2 separate regions of the Mus musculus genome follow, and region 1 is linked to region 2. The links are chromatin contacts, called in public Hi-C maps. All regions are on one chromosome and are shown on one strand. Each heading gives the region's core, a stretch centred on a gene start, on an enhancer-like site or on the middle of the called end of the contact. The rest is flanking DNA. Distances are from core to core; before and after follow the strand shown.

Evidence for each region. A called contact is a pair of places that touch in the nucleus more often than the background predicts.
Region 1: a Hi-C map of the N1E-115 cell line shows a contact between it and region 2, with 4 times the contacts expected there. The contact joins two enhancer-like sites. A contact is called at or near these places in 1 of 15 datasets of contacts at CTCF or cohesin (the NIH/3T3 cell line), 5 of 484 Hi-C or Micro-C datasets (the C2C12 cell line, the N1E-115 cell line, cortical neurons and 2 more) and 2 of 9 other capture datasets (adipose tissue and liver).

The regions. Positions count from the first base shown.
Region 1 is chr12:99,048,539-99,052,352 of GRCm38.p6, forward strand. All of the region lies in intron 2 of Gm40554 (a long non-coding RNA gene), which reads left to right. Among named protein-coding and RNA genes, the nearest start is that of Gm40554, 26 kb to the left of the region's middle. Within about 2 kb of position 2,068, at least 9 of the 459 cell types and tissues checked have an H3K27ac peak or open chromatin away from gene starts, as enhancers often do. A contact at or near this core is called in the N1E-115 cell line, where this site is marked.
Region 2 is chr12:98,973,078-98,976,603 of GRCm38.p6, forward strand. It overlaps Ttc8 (tetratricopeptide repeat domain 8), which reads left to right. Exons shown (of 14, transcript NM_029553.4): 10 at 1,565-1,704; 11 at 2,900-3,074; 12 at 3,350-3,472. Among named protein-coding and RNA genes, the nearest start is that of Gm40554, 50 kb to the right of the region's middle. Within about 2 kb of position 1,369, at least 27 of the 459 cell types and tissues checked have an H3K27ac peak or open chromatin away from gene starts, as enhancers often do. A contact at or near this core is called in the N1E-115 cell line, where this site is marked.

The sequences.
Region 1 (3,814 bases), core at 818-3,317, 76 kb after region 2:
AAAGAAAAGTAAAAATATGATGTTTACAAGTATGGTGGTTTGTGTACAAATGGCCCCCATATTAGGAGGTGTGACCTTGCTGGAGTAGGTGTGGCCTTGTTGGAGGAAGTGTGTTATTGGAAGCAGGCTTTGAGGTTTCAGATGCTCAAGCTAGGCCCAACGAGGCTTTCCCTTCCTGCTGCCTGCCAATCCAGATATAGAACTATCAGCTCCTTCTCCAGCACCATGTCTTCTTGCATGCTGCCATGCTTCCTGCCATGATGATAATGGACTAAGCCTTTGAACTGTAAGCCAGCCCCAATTAAATGATTTTCTTTATAACAATTGTCATGGTCATGGTGTCTATTCACAGCAATAAAACCCTAACTAAGACAACAAGAAACCAGGGAGATTTGGAAAGAGTAATACTAAGCAAGTCGGCTTAAACTCAGAAAGATAAAAATCACATGTTCTCCCTCAGATTCAAAACCTAGCTTGAGCTAGTTTGTGTGTGTGTGTGTGTGTGTGTGTGTGTGTGTGTGTGTGTGTAGATGATATAGATATAGGTAAAATATTTTTTAAACACCTAGAAAGGAGACCAAAAGAGGGCGAAAAGTGCTGAGGAGAGGGCAAGGAGGGCAAAGGGACACCTGTGAGGGAAAAGTGAAAAGAAAGCCATGGGGGAGTTTATAAGGGTAGAGGGGTGTTCATTACCACATACTTTATTTGAAGTTTCTGTAATGGTATTGAATGCCTACATGATGACTAAAAAATTATAAATAAATTTAGAAAAAAATTACTCTTTGCTCCAAGCTTTTTGGACTCTAGGCTAAATTGCACTTGATTAGAAATTGTTATGTCTTTTTTTTCCTTCTAATAACAAAATTAGTTTTGCTTTGGTTTGTTTTTGGAGACAGGATCTCATATATAACCTGGATTGGCCTGGAACTTTCATTTTTGCCTTCTAAGTGCTGAGATGACATGCCTGTGCCCCACGCTTGTTTTGGTTAAAAAAATTTTAGCTTCATTGCTATTTAGTAAATACGGTCATATATATATACATATATGTATATATATATATATATATATATATATTCAATGTGTTGTTGTTGAGACAGAACCTCATGTATCCCAAGCTAATCTCACATTGTAGCTGAAGATGACCTTGAACTTCTGATCCTTTTGCCTTTCTCCTGGGTGCTGAGGTTAGAGTTCATGCCATCAGACCTAGTTTCTGCAGGGCTGGAGACTGAACTCAGGGCTTTGGGCATGCTAGGCATATACTCTATTAACTGAGCCACATCCATAAGCATGAAAGAAAACCAAAACGGATAAAGAATTTTTGTAAGCCTACTATGTGAATCCTTAAGTCTCTCCCCTTTACTACTCAGTTCTTTTGAATGGGGCCAGGGGTAGCAAATGATTCTCATCTCGAGAATCACCTTCCTTGACCTACAATGGTATAGGAAAGAGTTCTGGGGTGTACACAGCATCAGTCAAGAAAGCACCTTGGATGATGAGCATCTGCCTGGCTGTCACAACAAGGAGTAAGACAGTGACAACAAGCCAACTTTGGGAGCAAGCAGTGTGTTGGGGGCATCTGGTCTGGAAGCTCCCCTGAGATGTTCTTCTCCCCTCTGTCCTTCCTGATTTGTATCATCCTGTTATAAGAAGACAGTGTTCCGTTGTCTCAGGGACATTTGTAACTTCATTACACAGATATACCCCTATACCTCTGCCTATCTCCTATTAGCACAGCAAGGCAAGGCAAAAATATTTAGCAGCCTCAATTTTAAGACAAATAAGGAGATAGCAATGGGCTCGTTTTACATCTGACTACCTGTTCTGTTGCACAGATGAGTACATTCTCTCCAGACTCGCTCTGCGTGCATGGTGTTACTGCAGGAGTACCAGTTTGCACTTTTCTTGAAAGAATGGTCTCCATGTTTACCCAGAGAAAGGAAACTTCACCCCCAAACCTCAGAGCACTTCCCAATGAGCTCGGGAACTGTTATTCTACCTCAGGCTACTGAGAGGCACAGCAGTCTCCCTGTGCTAAGCCATCCCTCTGCGGAAGCCTGTGACTCATCCCTCCACTATCAGAATCCTTGACTCTTGACATCTTTTGGCACCAGTGAGCAAAACAGATACTATATAAGAGGATAACTATGTTAGTGAGGGAGTAGATTTGGATTCAATTTGCAGTTGGCTGTGTTTGGGTTACCTCTGGGTCAGCCCTACAGATTCTCTGGGCTATGGCTATCTGGATTTCAGGAAAGAAGCCAACTATTGGATCAGACACTATGATGCTCACATTTACCAATTTCCCTATTGTAACTATGGCCTTTGTGGCTGATTTTTAGCTTGTCAATGGTTTAAAAACAGATTTTCAATTTTCAAAACCTTTGAAAGCTCTGTGATGCTCTTCTGGGTATACACAAGCCAGATGCAGCACAACACTAGAGGCTGAGAAGAGGAATACACATTTCAAGTCAGCAATACCAGACAAAAGCCAGAGAGGTCTTAGAATAGCTGTGTCATGAGGAAAGAAGTGGGCCAAAGGCCTGTCTTCTGGGCATCCTGCGTCCTCAGCATCCTGCACCTCCCTCTTCCTCCCTCCTGGGACACACAAAATCCTCCTCAGAGGGTGAGAATTTATAAGGTCCCAAACTCAGTGTCTAGCTCTCTAAAACCAAAGCCCATAGACTAGGGTTCAAAGTCAGGAAACAAAGAGGTGACTCCATGAGAATCTGATTCTAAAAACCTAACCACCGGCAGTGACAAAAACAAAAACAAAAACAAAACAAAGCAAAACACCAAAAACCACCTGCAAAAGTTCCCCTACCTCAAGGCAATCTACGAGTGTACTGCCAAGGAGGTCTGCAAGCAGCCAGGCTAAGGGAATTAGCTGAACCTCTTGCTAGAGAGAGGGCAGCTGATCAGGCTGAGGGAAGGATACATCCCAGAGAGGCAGCAGATACACAAGGCCTCCAAGAAAGGACTATGAGGCTTTGGCATGTCTGCCTAGCACTGGCTGCTTGGCAACCACAGTTACCCCATGGATCAGTAACCTTGAGCTATCAGTTGTCCCATTCACCATCTTCATTCCCCTTAGAAACTGACTAGCTTTTCAGGCATGGATTGGTACTGCCACTGATCTGCCATGCAGATGATGTGCAGCATCCCCTACTGTGGAAAGGATGATGTGGGCCTGACACTGTATGATGCTATAATGATCAGATGTCTTTTATACTGCTGGCACTCTAGCTGATGAGTTGCATTTTCTAACTAGGTGGAGTGAGTTTGCCCTGAATCTAGGAACTGGATTGATTTTAACAATCATTGTGACTTCCACTCCAGCCAAGCGTTTGTATATTGCAAGTACTATTGGACCCTGGGTCAAGCAATAGTGGGTATCTAACTTAAATCTTGACTTATCCCAACTATTAGCCTAACTTACTTATCATTACAAAAATCTTACCAGTCGGCCTCTTTAACTCCACTTATATGGGGAGGTGAGGCTCAAAAAGATTAAGTCAATTCTGAAAATGAGTTCTGAGGATCAGACTCCTGCACCAGGAGACTCTATCATGGCCAACTTGAAGACCTACAGAGCAGCCAGTGTATCCGAAGCTCCTGGATCTTCAAGCATCTTTCAAAGAGAAGCGATGGAGCAAGTGACAAGAGTCTAAGAATGAAACCAAGTCTCCACTCTGTCACTCTCTGTGTGAGCAGAGCCATCTGGCTTTCTGTGTTCATTCTGAGCCGCATGGGTTGTCTGTTTCACAAATGATCCGAGACATGTTCTTGCCTTGGGGGGCGGGGTGTCACATGC
Region 2 (3,526 bases), core at 119-2,618:
CAAAGTTTCATGGAGAATGGATGGGTGGACCATGAGAGGATTTAAGCAGCGGTATCATTTATTAATAATATCTGTTGAGGCAGATGTGATTTGCCTGCAGTCCAGCTACTTAGGAAGCTGAGGGAGGGGGGTTAGCTCAAGCCCTGGGTCAAGCCCAGATTGGACAACACGGTGAGATTATACCTCAGATTTTAATAAAATTAGTGTTAGATCACAGGCTCACTAGCTGTCCCGCCCTGGAACTCAGGCCACACCCTTCTCAGCTCTCGGGCAGAGCTGACAAAGTGACCTGTACTGCACTGACAGAGAATTCAGTCCCCTTCCTTCCACTCGCTGCTATTGAGCAAGCCCGGTCCTCCCCCCTGCTCCCCACCCCCAGTTCCTAGACTCAGGACAGCCACAAATCATACACTTTTATCTAGTGCCTTCCCTTTTGTCACCTGGAGTGCAGGCCAGGCCAGCTTAGGTCTCAAGCAATGGAGTTCGCCCACCACATCCTGCTCCAAGAACCTGCAGGAGTCAGGAACCACGTTAGTCCTTGGAAACTGGAGCTGCTTCTCCTCCAGGCCCCTCGGTGGCGCTGTGCGTGTTGGGCATTTCTCCTGATGGAGCTCCCTGCGGGAATCTGAAGGCTTCCCTTTAGTACCGCATGACATTGCCTCTGGATGATGCAGTCTCTCCCGATGCTCGCCCAGTAGTGGCTTTCCCTCAACTGTCCCTCGTCACCATGACTTCTCCCCTAATAAAGGTCATCTAAAGAGTCATTTGCATTGGCTCCTTTCTGCAAACCTAATTATGGTAAGTCAGAGCTATTAGGGACCTTTATCTATGATCACCACCATTTTTACAGATGTATACAGTAACTACGGAGGCTGCTGTGGTTTTTACCTATTATGTATTTCTAAACTTGGTCTGGGTTGCTTTCATTTCTTCTCTAGACCTGGCTCTTCTTACGTCTTGTCTTCCATATCTGGAATGCCCTTCAGTCAGCCACCAGGTGATTTCTCAAACACGATGTAGTATGATTGCGCTGTGCCTCTGGGCACTGTCCCTTTTCCCAGGTGAAAGGGTCCTGGCTGCCTCTGCATTCCCGGGCACTGCCTCCTTCCCAGGCTCACTTGGGAATGTTTCTTGTAAGTGTTTTCATTTAGGCTCATGTGGTTTGGTCTCTCTGCCAAGTGCGACTGTCCCCGCAGATGCAGGCTCCGACACCCCATTTCATTTGCATCTCTGTCAGACAGGGCCTCTCCCAAGGTGACCACTAACAAGCAGCCCTGCCTGTCTTGCTCTCCGCTCTTTACATTGCTTGTGCATCCTTCCCTGACCTTATGTCCCTCACTGAGTCATTTGTTAGCTTCTCCACCAGCTGTCACCTCCTTGAGGACGATGACCTCATGCTTTCGTTTGTATTCTGTCCCTTACCGTCTAGAACAGAGTCTGACATATGGCAGGCTGGGAGTAAATATTTGTTGAATGAATGAACTTAAATGGGTCAAAAAAAAAAGCAAGCAGGTCCTTGTCCAGTGTGACTAAAGTGTCGCTCTTCTCTCTGGATGTGGAACAGGAAATGAATAACAGTTCATCTGCAGCAGAGTACTACAAAGAAGTTCTAAAACAAGACAATACTCACGTGGAAGCCATCGCCTGCATTGGAAGCAACCACTTTTATTCTGACCAGCCAGAGGTTGCCCTTCGGTTTTACAGGTGGGTCTTACATTGCATGCACAGGAAACGTTGGGGGTGAAACAAGAGGTGCGCGCGGAGGGGTGGGGGTGGTGGAAGGAAAATGCAGACAAATTATGCATTCTCCATAGGCCACAGGTGTATAAATCTAGGAATGCATCTTTCAGCTACTTTCTAAGGATTCAAGTGGTATTCGGTACTCTAGGGGAATGTGGGCTGGCGCCCTGGAGAAACATACCTGCATGGTCAAGCTCACATTTTAGTTCAGGGTGGGTGCCTACTAGTCGTCAAGAAACAACTGACGCTAAATAGCTACTGAAACTCTTTCTCCATCACTGACTCTTAATACCACAAAACCTAAAGACAGTGAGGCTGAGGCAGGGAGGGATTTGCAGTTACTCTGAGTTCAGAGCTTTGAGGAGGACTTAGAGCAGGGTCACCTGCCTTGTGAGGTATTTGAGCTTTTTTTCAAGTCTAAGAAAGGTGTGGTTGTTGGCTCTGTTTAAGCACATGCTTATTTTATCCTGCATGTGGCTTCTAAAATGCATTTTGAAACATCTACTATTTATTTGTGTGAATGCCCGGATGAGGGGTATGCACCATGCCATACCTGGGAAGGTTGAAAGGTGTGAGTCCCAGAGATCCAACGCGGGTCATCAGGCTTGGGGACAGACAGCTTCACCTACTAAGCCATCCCTCTGGCCCGTGACGCTCACTTTTTACCCAGTGCTTTCAGCCCTCGTCATACAAAGGAGTAGACCGACAGCTGACAAGTCCTTCCCAAACACGTGCGGGGTGGGAAAGCTAGTGGAGAACAGAGAACTCTGCAGAGACCAGAGGTGATCAGCCTATCTCTGCCATGCAGCACAGACAGCCTAGTGCAACTGCAGGCCTAGTGGTAAACAGAGCCCAGCCCTCAGGCTGGGTCAGACCTCAGGGAATTCCCCGCGGGCACTGAGGCCTCTGGAGTAACACGCGTGAACTGTCTTTCTAGTAAAGCTTTTGGAATACAATTGAACAAATACTTTTCCGATCTTGTCCCTGGACACATACCCTGTGACAGGTCGTGAGCTGCTTTAAACATGTCTTGATATGCTTGTGTTAATGTCCTGTAGGGGTCCTAAAGTTCTTAAACGAATCCACTTCTAACTTTGAAAAGAATGTTTCCACTTATAAAGTTAGTCTGAGAGCGAGTTTTGTGTTCCTCCTTGAAAAGGCGCCTCTTGCAGATGGGAGTTTATAACTGCCAGCTTTTCAACAACCTGGGCCTGTGCTGCTTCTATGCCCAGCAGTACGATATGACCCTGACCTCGTTTGAACGTGCCCTTTCCCTGGCTGAAAATGAAGAAGAGGCAGCTGATGTCTGGTACAACCTGGGGCACATAGCTGTGGTATGTTGTTTGCATGTTTCCTTGTTACGGATAAAGTTACCATACGCTCCTGTGAAGAAATTCTCAGATGTCATAAATCCAACCAACAATTTAGAGATTTGCGGGAGTCATTTTATATCCTCAAGTCAAATCCATGCCCGGACCCCACACCTCGCTGCTGTGGCTGGTGCTTGTTCTTGCCATGTAGCTAGGAAGTGTTAGATGCAAAATGAGGGAGGCTGTGGCAGAGGGAAGGATGCAGCTTCGCGGGTATAAACGTGTGCGTCTCATTGCAGGGAATCGGAGATACAAACTTGGCCCACCAATGCTTCAGGCTGGCCCTGGTCCACAACAACCACCATGCTGAAGCCTACAACAACCTGGCAGTGCTGGAGATGCGGAAGGGTCACGTTGAACAGGTCAGAGAACCTCCACTGCTCAGTGGCTTAGCTGTCATTGTGTGTTACGCTTTT